Regions from separate parts of the Mus musculus genome. Here region 2 is linked to region 1. The links are chromatin contacts, called in public Hi-C maps. All regions are on one chromosome and are shown on one strand. Each heading gives the region's core, a stretch centred on a gene start, on an enhancer-like site or on the middle of the called end of the contact. The rest is flanking DNA. Distances are from core to core; before and after follow the strand shown.

Region 1 (4,826 bases), core at 1,638-4,137:
CTCGTTTTAAGCAGAGCCTGTATGGTAAAGAGGAAGGTGATTTTGCTGTTCCCCTTCCAGATTCTGAATGCTCACACAGACTCTCTAAGACCTTCTTTTTTCTTATTCCTTCCATTTTTTTTAACCAAAATAAAATATCTTCTATATTTTTCTTTATCACATTTACATCTATGTAAATTTTACAGATATACTTATTGCATAAAAGTCAGTTAAAGATTATAATTATTCATTTTTGCATAAAATCTGTTCTCTAGTGACAGATGAAAAAGTAATACCTTTTAAGATCCACAGTAAGACGTGTCTGAATTTCTCTGAAGGTCTAATTCCATTAGTGATAACTGAGAGTACAGATAGTTCTCTACCACCATATGTTCACCCATATTTTACCTAGATTGGAAAAAGTGTTTTCTTTCCAGTCTACTGTGTGTATGAAGCTCCGTGGTAGGAGTTGGGGAGGAGCAAGGACGGTGCCTGTGCTCTTTCAGAGCAACTGCACCTTGATAGGGACGGCTTCTGAGTCAGAAAATGTTCTTCAAAAGTTATGTTTTACTCTCTTTGCTGATATGACTAACAATGCTGTTGATGATTAATTGATAAATATGTGGAATAATACTGACTGATCAGTGTACAGATTCTTTGCTTCTGAGTGATTGCCTTAAAATGCTGACAGTGTGTGAAATGGGTTTGTTTCTGGGTGGCAGATTCTAAATTTGTTCACTAAGTTAATCAAGTGTTGCTCACCCTTATAACTCTTCTGTACTATCAGTATTTTGTATCTAACTCAGAAATGAACAAACCTTACACTCAAAATAGAAGTCTCTGGTTAGTTTGTTTTAGGCTATCCTTTGCAGATCATCTGCTTGTGCCATTCGTTACACTGACTGCTAATTTGAAGAATATTATCAAAGTCAAGTGTATGAAAGGATATTCTTTCTCAGTTTTAATTACACATTTGTTAGGATTCACTTGAGCAGAATATTAAGGTAAGCACGTCTGGGCTTAGTGCTTCTGAAGTTTTGCTGCACATGAACACACACGCACACACACTGAACACACACCAGCACACATAGGAATGGCTTTCTTACTCCTCAGGTGCACAGGCTTCACAGGTCTCCCCATGCTGCCTCTCACCAGCTCCACAAGTTGCAAACAGGACCGGGGTGCTAGCAGTGCTCCTTCCTGCCTTTTTATGTCATTGCCTTCCTTGCCCTTGCTGCTCTGATAGTGACTGGACAAGCAGCAGCTTGAGAGAGTCACATGTGAGGGAGCAGTAAAATGCTGGGAACTGAAACGTCAGCCTTCTCTGGTCACTATGGTTCCCTGTTCTAGTGACAACATCCTGGCCATCACCTATTTCCACTGTTCATGTGAAATAGAGACTCATCTATACATGGTAATAGCAGGTGGCAAATTGGAACCTGTGAGTAGATATAGTTTCGTTACATGTGTTTTAAAGTATTTTTAAGTTAATTTTGCTGAGAGGTAGCACTTGCTCAAAGACACAAGAAACAAATATCCATTGTACCTGTTTTTTCAGTATTTTGAGGAATTATATGCAGATGACCCTAAGAAGTATCAATCCTATCGGATTTCACTTTACAAAAGGATGATTGTATGTAAAACACAGTGCTTTTCTGTTGTCCTCTGCTACTTCTAGCCTTCTCTAACTGAAGAGCACACTGCTGTCTGTCACTGCCCAGGAGGTCTCTTCAAAAATATTCACAAAATCTCTTCCCCCCACCCCCCACAGCTATCTTTAGCCAGCTATCTTTTGGTGTCCCGTGTCCACTGTGTTTGGTTTGTTGTTAACCCAAGGCTTACAGTGTGATGGAAGCAATTGATTTCAAAGATAGAGTCAAATTCAGGAAGCATAACCCAGCACTGGGAATGTGAGCAGCTGTTTCCTCAGAATCACTAGTCAGATGTCTGAGCCCAGTTCTGAGCAAGCTAGAGAATGAATCAGCATTATCAAATGCTGTTCTTCTCTAAGACTCAGTGGCAACCCCCAGCCAGCTCCACTGACTCATGTCTGACCTTTCGAAGCTTTCTTAGTCTGGTCATGCCCACTTCCCTCTTCCTGAGTATCTAACTGCCTGTCCTTGGAGAGAATTCTTTACTAAATAAAGCCAGTATCTTACCTTCCATTTAAAAACACAGGTTTTCTTTCTCTCTTTTTCACATTTTACATTAGGCACTCAAACTTCATTTTTTTTAAATATATATATTGTGCAAGATTTGTGGGTATCTTTTATTACCTGGCATTTGGGTCTTATGCCAGCAGAACCCCACTCCCACCCCGAGGCAAGCTTTCACTACAACCCAGGCGGGCCTTGAATTCTCTCTGACTTCCTGGTACTTGGGTTATAGTCATGTACCTTCATGCTATGTAGCAGAAAGTTCTTTATCCTTTTGTTGTTATTACTTTTTTGTTGTTTGATTTGGTTTTGTTTGGCTTGTTTTTTTAAGGCAGTCTCTATATGTAACTCTGGCTGGCCTTGAACTCACAGAGATCCACCCACTACTGCCTTCTGAGTACTTGAATTAATGGTGTATGCCAGAACACCTGGCTCAGCTTACTTTTAGTTTCCCCAACTTCTTCATGTTTCGTAGGCGTTAAGGCTGAGTTTAGAACAGGTAACGCATAGCTGTGCTTTACTCACGGAGGGTCAGTCTTTTCCTAAGTGCAGCTGTCCTCAGCTCTCACAGACCTTGTATGCACTCATCAGAGCTCATCTTTGCCCAGTCCCCCTCACAAGTGACAGTGAGTCTGAGATGTTTCCATAGGAGCCTGCTGGGAGGCTTCCATCACGCTGTAGGCTGTAGCTGTAAGGAGCTCACTGCAGTGTCAGCCTTGCCTTCACTCACCGCAGTGTCAAAGCCTTGCCATCACCGGAGCTGCACCTCCTTTGTCTGCCAGTTTGAGCCAGGCGGTGGCTCCACCTGCAGCTTTTATGTGAAACTAACAGTGTGTTGCTGTGATTCCATCTGTGCGCCCTTTGTGCCTGTGCTGAGCCTGTTCTCATCTTTCTGACATAATTCTCATTTTGATCCTAGGATCTGATGGAACAACTTGAAAAGCAGGATAAAACTGTCCGGAAACTGAAGAAACAACTGAAAGTCTTTGCCAAAAAAATTGGTGAACTAGAAGGTACTTAAACATTTTTTAACAGCATTTGTCAAATTTTATGTCCATTGCTAGTGACCTGGTAGAGAGTTACAGGTGAGTTTTTAGAGAAAATAATCAAAATTACTTTTGACAATCTTAACCTCTGCGGAATGAAAAATTCTTCTATGTATGGGAATAATTTTCCTAGTAACATAACAGTAAGTTACAAAGGGAGAAAATTCATTCAACAAACAGCTAACACATGCCAGAGTCTGCCCTAGTCAGTACAGCATGTGCTTAAGAGCAAGGATTCTAGAGCCAGCTTCTTGATTCAAGTCCTGTGCCTCTCTCCTACCTACTAGGCTCAGAATATGTGCGTGGTGCTGAGCCTCTCCATGCCTCAGTTTTCCCACATCCTCACTGGGAATGATAATGGTGCCTCTCAAACATGGTCTCTAAGAACTGAATGAGTTAATGTGGGCGGCACATCTGCAATAGCAACATACCTGCTACACACAATCTAATTGTTACCACTAGAGCTACAAAAGGGAATGTGGTAGAGTATCCTCAAAGAACTCACGACCTAATAAAAAAAAAGAAATTAATCAGGAAATATGAATTATAATTATAAAGAAACATGATTTTTAAAATCATTTCTATATAAAAAAGGTATGCTCCTTGAGAAAAAAATCCATGGAAGCATACTGCTGTTGTCCTGTGAGTTAGTCTGATCATCCAGCAAGTTTTATTGCGTGTGCCTAGGTGCTGGTGCAGTTGCAGGTGCTTGAGATCCAGCTGTGAGTGAGACCAAAGCAACCACTGAGTTCATTCCAGCCACCCTCTCACATCTCAAGGCACCTGAGGAACAGAACTTCAAAGATAAAATTCCCTTTAAGCCATTTTAACCACAAATGATGTGCTCATCCTGGCCATCTATCATATTCTCTACTTGTCATCTTTGTGACTCTCATGTGGCACAAAGGATAGAAAGAGCCCACCACTCCATCACACTGAGTCATAACTGTTCTTCCGTCTGTCTGGCAGTCCCAGTCAAGCCCTGCTCATTCTGTGGAACTAAAGGCACTTGTCACATCCTCAGAAGCATCCTGATCGCACCACCAACCTCAGGACCTGCTTTCTGTATTTGGTTCATACTTTCTATGGTTTTTCACTCTTAAATTTTTGGCAGTTTTTCTGTTTGAATTACTGGTTTCTATGCTTGACTAAGAGCTTTCTGGGCATGGAAATCACCTCTTATTTTTCACAGTTACAACAATGAACATAGTTTCTGACCTTTGATAACCCTTCTATTCTTGACTGAATAAATAAGTTTTAAAAATATTTAGAGCATATAGTGCCACAGATGTTAATGTCAAAGAGGTTATTACTCTCATTAATATGCAAATACTGAAATGTTTGTTTAGATATCAGAACAATTACTTTATAACCACATATTTTGTATAGACCATTAACATTACATTATTCATATATTACATTAAAACTTGTGAAACTCCAGGGGCTGGGGAGCTGCCTTGGTGTATAAAGCACTTGCTATAAAACTGTGAGGACTGGATCCCAAAATCCTGCATAAGCTGCTGTCAGGCATGACCACTGCCTGCAATCCTAGGTTTAAAGTGCCAGGGACAGGTGATTTCCCACAAACTGTCTAGCTGGACAAGCTGAAACAACAAGCTCTGTGTTCAGGGAGAGACTCTACCTC
Region 2 (4,924 bases), core at 369-2,868, 86 kb after region 1:
TGTGATCTTCATAGAGTTTCTCACACTGGGTGATCTAAGACATGGATTTTAGACTAAGAGAACAGGAAGCTGGCTACAGCGATGGCCCCAGTGGGTCCTAACACACCTCTTCCTTTGGTGTGGAGGTAGCTCCTCAATTTTTTCATAATATTGTATATTGTCTTGTTCAAAGACTATAAGAACAATTCTAAGTTAGATTTTCTCCTTTTACCATCTAGAGTTCTTGAAAAAGGTTTTGAGCTGAAAACACAAGCCTATGAGAAACAGATAGAGTCTCTGAGAGAAGAGATTAAAGCCCTCAAGGACGAGAGGTCGCAACTGCATCACCAGCTGGAGGAGGGACAGGTCACCTCTGACCGCCTGAAGGGGGAGGTGGCCCGCCTAAGCAAGCAGGCAAAGGTGTGTGCTGCCTTCTAGCTCCTCCAGAGATGCCCTTGATCTTCACAGAAACAGTAGAAATGCAGAGATTTGGGTACAGAGGGACCCCAGTGGGCTGTTCTTTTGTTAAGAGATTTATTAACACCAAAGAGGGGTTCTAAAGAGAGCTCAGAAGAGGCGTTGCTAGGGAACCCCTTCTTACAGATTCAGGCAAAATGAGGAGGATGGGTAGCCTGTACCCAGGTTATCCTGGATTCCTGGGTGGCAGGGGAGGAGGTATTGGTTCAGCCCTTTAGCTAAGTAAGATGTGTCCATCATACAGGAGGTGCCCCCTGTAACTCTGTCTTGCTAGGGTGTTTGGAAACAACCTTTGGGGAAGTGAGAGTCTGAGTCACAGAGGGTGCTCTCCTTTCTAGCCCCATCTTACTTTAACATCTATATATTCCCAAGGGATCAGACAACAGGAGCATCCATACAGACTGAAGGCACACAGCACCCGGGTACTCAGTTCTCTCCGTCCCAGCCTCTGGGCTGTCTGAAAATGTATTTCATATTTGAAAAGTCAGGTTCTAACACTCTAAGATTGTAACTATACAGTTACTTAAATAGATTGACTAAAAGAATACTACCTATTTAAGTTATAAATTCAGGTGAACCCTTATTGTTTATCATATTATAAACTTATGAATTCTTGTACTGAAGTGAAATTGTTGCTATCCACCATTTACACTGTTACATGAAAATTCACATGGGTGATCAGGAGGACTTCAGGTCTGGGGATGCAGCCTGATTAGTAGACTGCCTTTTTAGCACACAGGAGGCTCCAGCTTTGACTCCCAGAGCACCAAAGTCAGAAACAGTGTCGCACTTCTGTAATCCTAGCATGTGGGTGCTGGGAATCAAGCCCATGCCCTTTGGAAGAGCAGCCAGTGCTCTTAACTGTAGGGCCATCTCTCCAGGCTGATCTTAAATCGGGGGAACTGTGAGCCTGCACTTGGAGGGAGGCACCAGTAGATGTCACTCTCTTCCTCTGATGCTTTAAGAGGTCTGGTTTTCAGAGCTCTTGAAGGTCATTGTCAAGCTCTCTGTGATGCGATCTGAAGAAAATAAGGAAGTGTAAACATTACCTGAAATATGTAAAGAACCAAGAAAAGAACCAAGGCTTCAGCCTGGGCAGTCCTGTGAGCTTGACACATGATCCCAAATGTGTCATTTAACCTTCAGTTCATTTTCTAATCGATGCGGGCTCAGCTTGTTCCACTCACTTCGAGGCCTGCTAGGAGGACTAGGTGTCGAAGTGGAGCACTAGTATTTGATCCCCTCCCTCTCTGAATTGGGAGCTAGAACCTGTCAATACTCCGAATAACAATATTTGAGGAGGGCTTTTTACCCCTGCTACCCCTGAGAATATCTCTATCTGTCTTAGCTACAAAATATGAAAAATACCTTCCTCGAGATGAACTTGCAGAGTGAACAGAGGTGGATGCAGCCCCTTTAACAAGCAGAGATGCTCATGGGAAACTGTCCCTGGTGGTCTTCCCAGGCTGCTTAGCCTCCCCTGCCTCTGTGACAAAACGCCTCCTAGCAATGTACCTTCGCCTTCCGACCTGCAGTTTTACCCGTCTTGCCCTCTGCCTGTCTCATGGCAAACTTGTGATTGTTTCCTTCCGTTACAACAGGGAAGCTCATTCCTGCATCCAGGTAGGCCTGCAAACAGTTGCACAGTTGAGCTGCTTCAGGGCAAGATGTGAGGCTGTGAGAGTAGATAAGATTCCTGCTAGGAAGCCGCATGGAGGCGGGAGGCCACCATATGCTCTGTGACGGGGTGTGCCCTTGCCTGATGAGAAGTGTAACGGCTGTTTTCTCTGCACTGGATCTGTTTGCGGCTCTGATTTAGACCATCTCTGAGTTTGAGAAGGAGATAGAGCTGCTGCAAGCCCAGAAGATAGATGTGGAAAAGCACGTGCAGTCACAGAAACGGGAGATGAGAGGTACCAGGGGCATGGACTGGTTACTGGGTAGTCTGGGCAGCTTGCTAGTTGGATACCTAAGAGGGTGGCCAGCTGGTAGGCCGTAGAAACAACTGCAGAGATGCCATGGGGGTGAAGTCATGCCCAAATTCAATGTCTGCTGCTCTCTCTTTCCTTCTAGAACGGATGTCAGAGGTCACCAAGCAGCTTTTGGAGAGCTATGACATCGAAGATGTTAGAAGCAGGTAATCGATTTTACATTATCAGACATTTACAAATGTAAAACAGATTGGAGGCATGACTCGGCAAAGTGTTAACATGTGAGTGTGATCCCAAGAGTCCGTGCATTTCAGAAGAAGACTCACATGCGTGTAACCCACCAATGGGGAGGTAGAGACAGAAGAATCCCTGCACTTACCGAGAAGCTAGTGTAGCCTACTCAGTGAGGTCCAGGCCACTGAGAGACCCTGCTTCAAAATGGTCTTGGGGGTTGGAAAGACAGATGGTTTCGTGGGTAAGAGTGCTTGCTGCTCCTGCCGAGATCAGGTCCCTGCAGCCATGTCAGGTGACTCACAATCACCTGCAACTCCAGCTTCAAAGGGCATCTGATGCTGTGTTCAGGTCTCCACCAGCATCTACACACACACTCATACACACACACTCACACACACATGCACATTCACACACACACACTTATACACATGCACACTCACACATGCATGTGCACACTCACACCTACACACATGCACACACACTTACATACATGCACACTCACACACCTACACATATGCACACACACACAATGTGCACCCACACACATGCACACTTATGCACACTTACACATATGCACACTCACTCACTCACACACAATCTTTTATATAGCAAGGTGAACCACCCTGTAGGGACGACATACACAAGCCATGTAAAGGTGGGCAAGGCTTCTTTGCTCTCTTTCTTTGCTCTCCAGGCTCTCTGTGGAAGATCTGGAACATTTAAATGAAGATGGAGAACTTTGGTTTGCCTACGAAGGACTAAAGAAAGCAACTCGGTTAGACATTCCCTTGGGATTCTGGTGTGTTTGTTTGGCTTGGTTTGGTTTTCCAGAGACAATACAATGTTGAGAAGTTCACCTTGCCTAGAATTGACACGTGAAGTAAATTCTTATGGTAGAAGTGTCTAATAACCCCTAGAAAGACTCCTCTGAAAATGCAGTCGTTTGCCTAGTGAGGAGGCCTAGTGTTTGCTAACAACTGGTTACAGGGCTGGGGATTTGGCTCAGTTAATAAGAATGCTTGCCTGGTATGCATAAAACTCTGATTTCTACCCCTCACACTGAATAAATGGGGTGTTATGAGGCACACCCAGAACTCCAGCACCTGGAAATCAAAAAGATGGAGAAAACCAAGAATATTCTTAACTACCTAAGAAGTTTGAGGCTAGCCTGGGCTAAAGACCCTATATCAAAAAGCAAACAAAATCTGTCCTGGAGAAATGGCCAGTTGTTAACTGCTCTTGCAAAGGACCCAGGTCTGTTAGATTCCCGACACCCACGTGGCTGCTTACAACCATCTATAACCCCAGCTCCAGGGGGTCTGATGCCCTCTTCTGGCCTCCACAGGCTTTGCACACCCATGCGAGTTCTCGTATATCCCTTCACTAGCTCATGCAGCCTCCCCATTGATAGCTTACATCACTGTGTGGTGACACAGCAGGGTCCCCAAAGGCTCACATTGGACCCCGTCTTGCACACTCAGTGAATCCTCCAGATGTGTAGAGACACATAATCACAACCGTATCACACAGAATAGAGGGTTTCGACTACTAACTGTAAGAACATAACTGAACTACTTCTAAAATGAAACGCCTTTGTCATAACTGTGTTAACACTGCACACTGTTTTTGAACGGTGACTGAGGGTCTTTGATTACCGATCCTCGTTCCCTCCATCTCTGTAAAAGCATTGTCAGTTTTAGGTCCTGAGGCTGAAATGCTGACCCTAGCTTTCTCAGCTGCTGCAACACAGAGACCACGGCTTCAGTCCTCCACCCTTCCTTTTTTTTTTTTTAATGTGTTAATTTTTTTATATTTTTATTAGGTATTTTCCTCATTTACATTTCCAATGCTATCCCAAAAGTCCCCCATATCCTCCCCCTCCCTACTCCCCTACCCACCCACTCCCACTTTTTGGCCCTGGCGTTCCCCTGTACTGGGGCATATAAAGTTTGCAAGTCTAATGGGCCTCTCTTTCCAGTGATGGCCGACTAGGCCATCTTCTGATACATATGCAGCTAGAGTCAAGAGCTCCGGGGTACTGGTTAGTTCATAATGTTGTTGCACCTATAGGGTTGCAGATCCCTTTAGCTCCTTGGGTACTTTCTCTATCTCCTCCATTGGGGGCCCTGTGATCCATCCAATAGCTGACTGCTTCCACCCTTCCTTTAACAGAGTTCTGGAGAGCCATTTCCAGTCTCAGAAGGATTGCTATGAAAAAGAGATTGAAGGTCTGAACTTCAAAGTCGTGCACCTGAGCCAAGAGATCAACCACCTGCAGAAGCTGTTCAGAGAAGAGACAGACA

The links. A called contact is a pair of places that touch in the nucleus more often than the background predicts.
Region 2: a contact with region 1 is called in a Hi-C map of cerebellar granule neurons, with 2.4 times the contacts expected there. The contact joins two enhancer-like sites. A contact is called at or near these places in 3 of 15 datasets of contacts at CTCF or cohesin (CD8 T cells, large pre-B cells and pro-B cells), 22 of 484 Hi-C or Micro-C datasets (the CH12 cell line, LSK cells, cerebellar granule neurons and 10 more), 3 of 115 datasets of contacts at active chromatin or transcription factors (embryonic stem cells, epiblast stem cells and large pre-B cells) and 3 of 9 other capture datasets (adipose tissue, liver and pancreatic islet).

What each region holds. Positions count from the first base shown.
Region 1 is chr9:75,194,589-75,199,414 of GRCm38.p6, forward strand. Myo5a (myosin VA) reads left to right here. Exons shown (of 41, transcript NM_010864.2): 32 at 1,538-1,612; 33 at 3,055-3,148. Among named protein-coding and RNA genes, the nearest start is that of Myo5c, 35 kb to the right of the region's middle. Within about 2 kb of position 2,888, at least 159 of the 459 cell types and tissues checked have an H3K27ac peak or open chromatin away from gene starts, as enhancers often do. A contact at or near this core is called in the CH12 cell line and cerebellar granule neurons, where this site is marked.
Region 2 is chr9:75,281,618-75,286,541 of GRCm38.p6, forward strand. Myo5c (myosin VC) reads left to right here. Exons shown (of 41, transcript NM_001081322.1): 25 at 219-399; 26 at 2,276-2,369; 27 at 2,530-2,593; 28 at 3,316-3,396; 29 at 4,794-4,924. Among named protein-coding and RNA genes, the nearest start is that of Gnb5, 22 kb to the right of the region's middle. Within about 2 kb of position 1,619, at least 16 of the 459 cell types and tissues checked have an H3K27ac peak or open chromatin away from gene starts, as enhancers often do. A contact at or near this core is called in the CH12 cell line and cerebellar granule neurons, where this site is marked.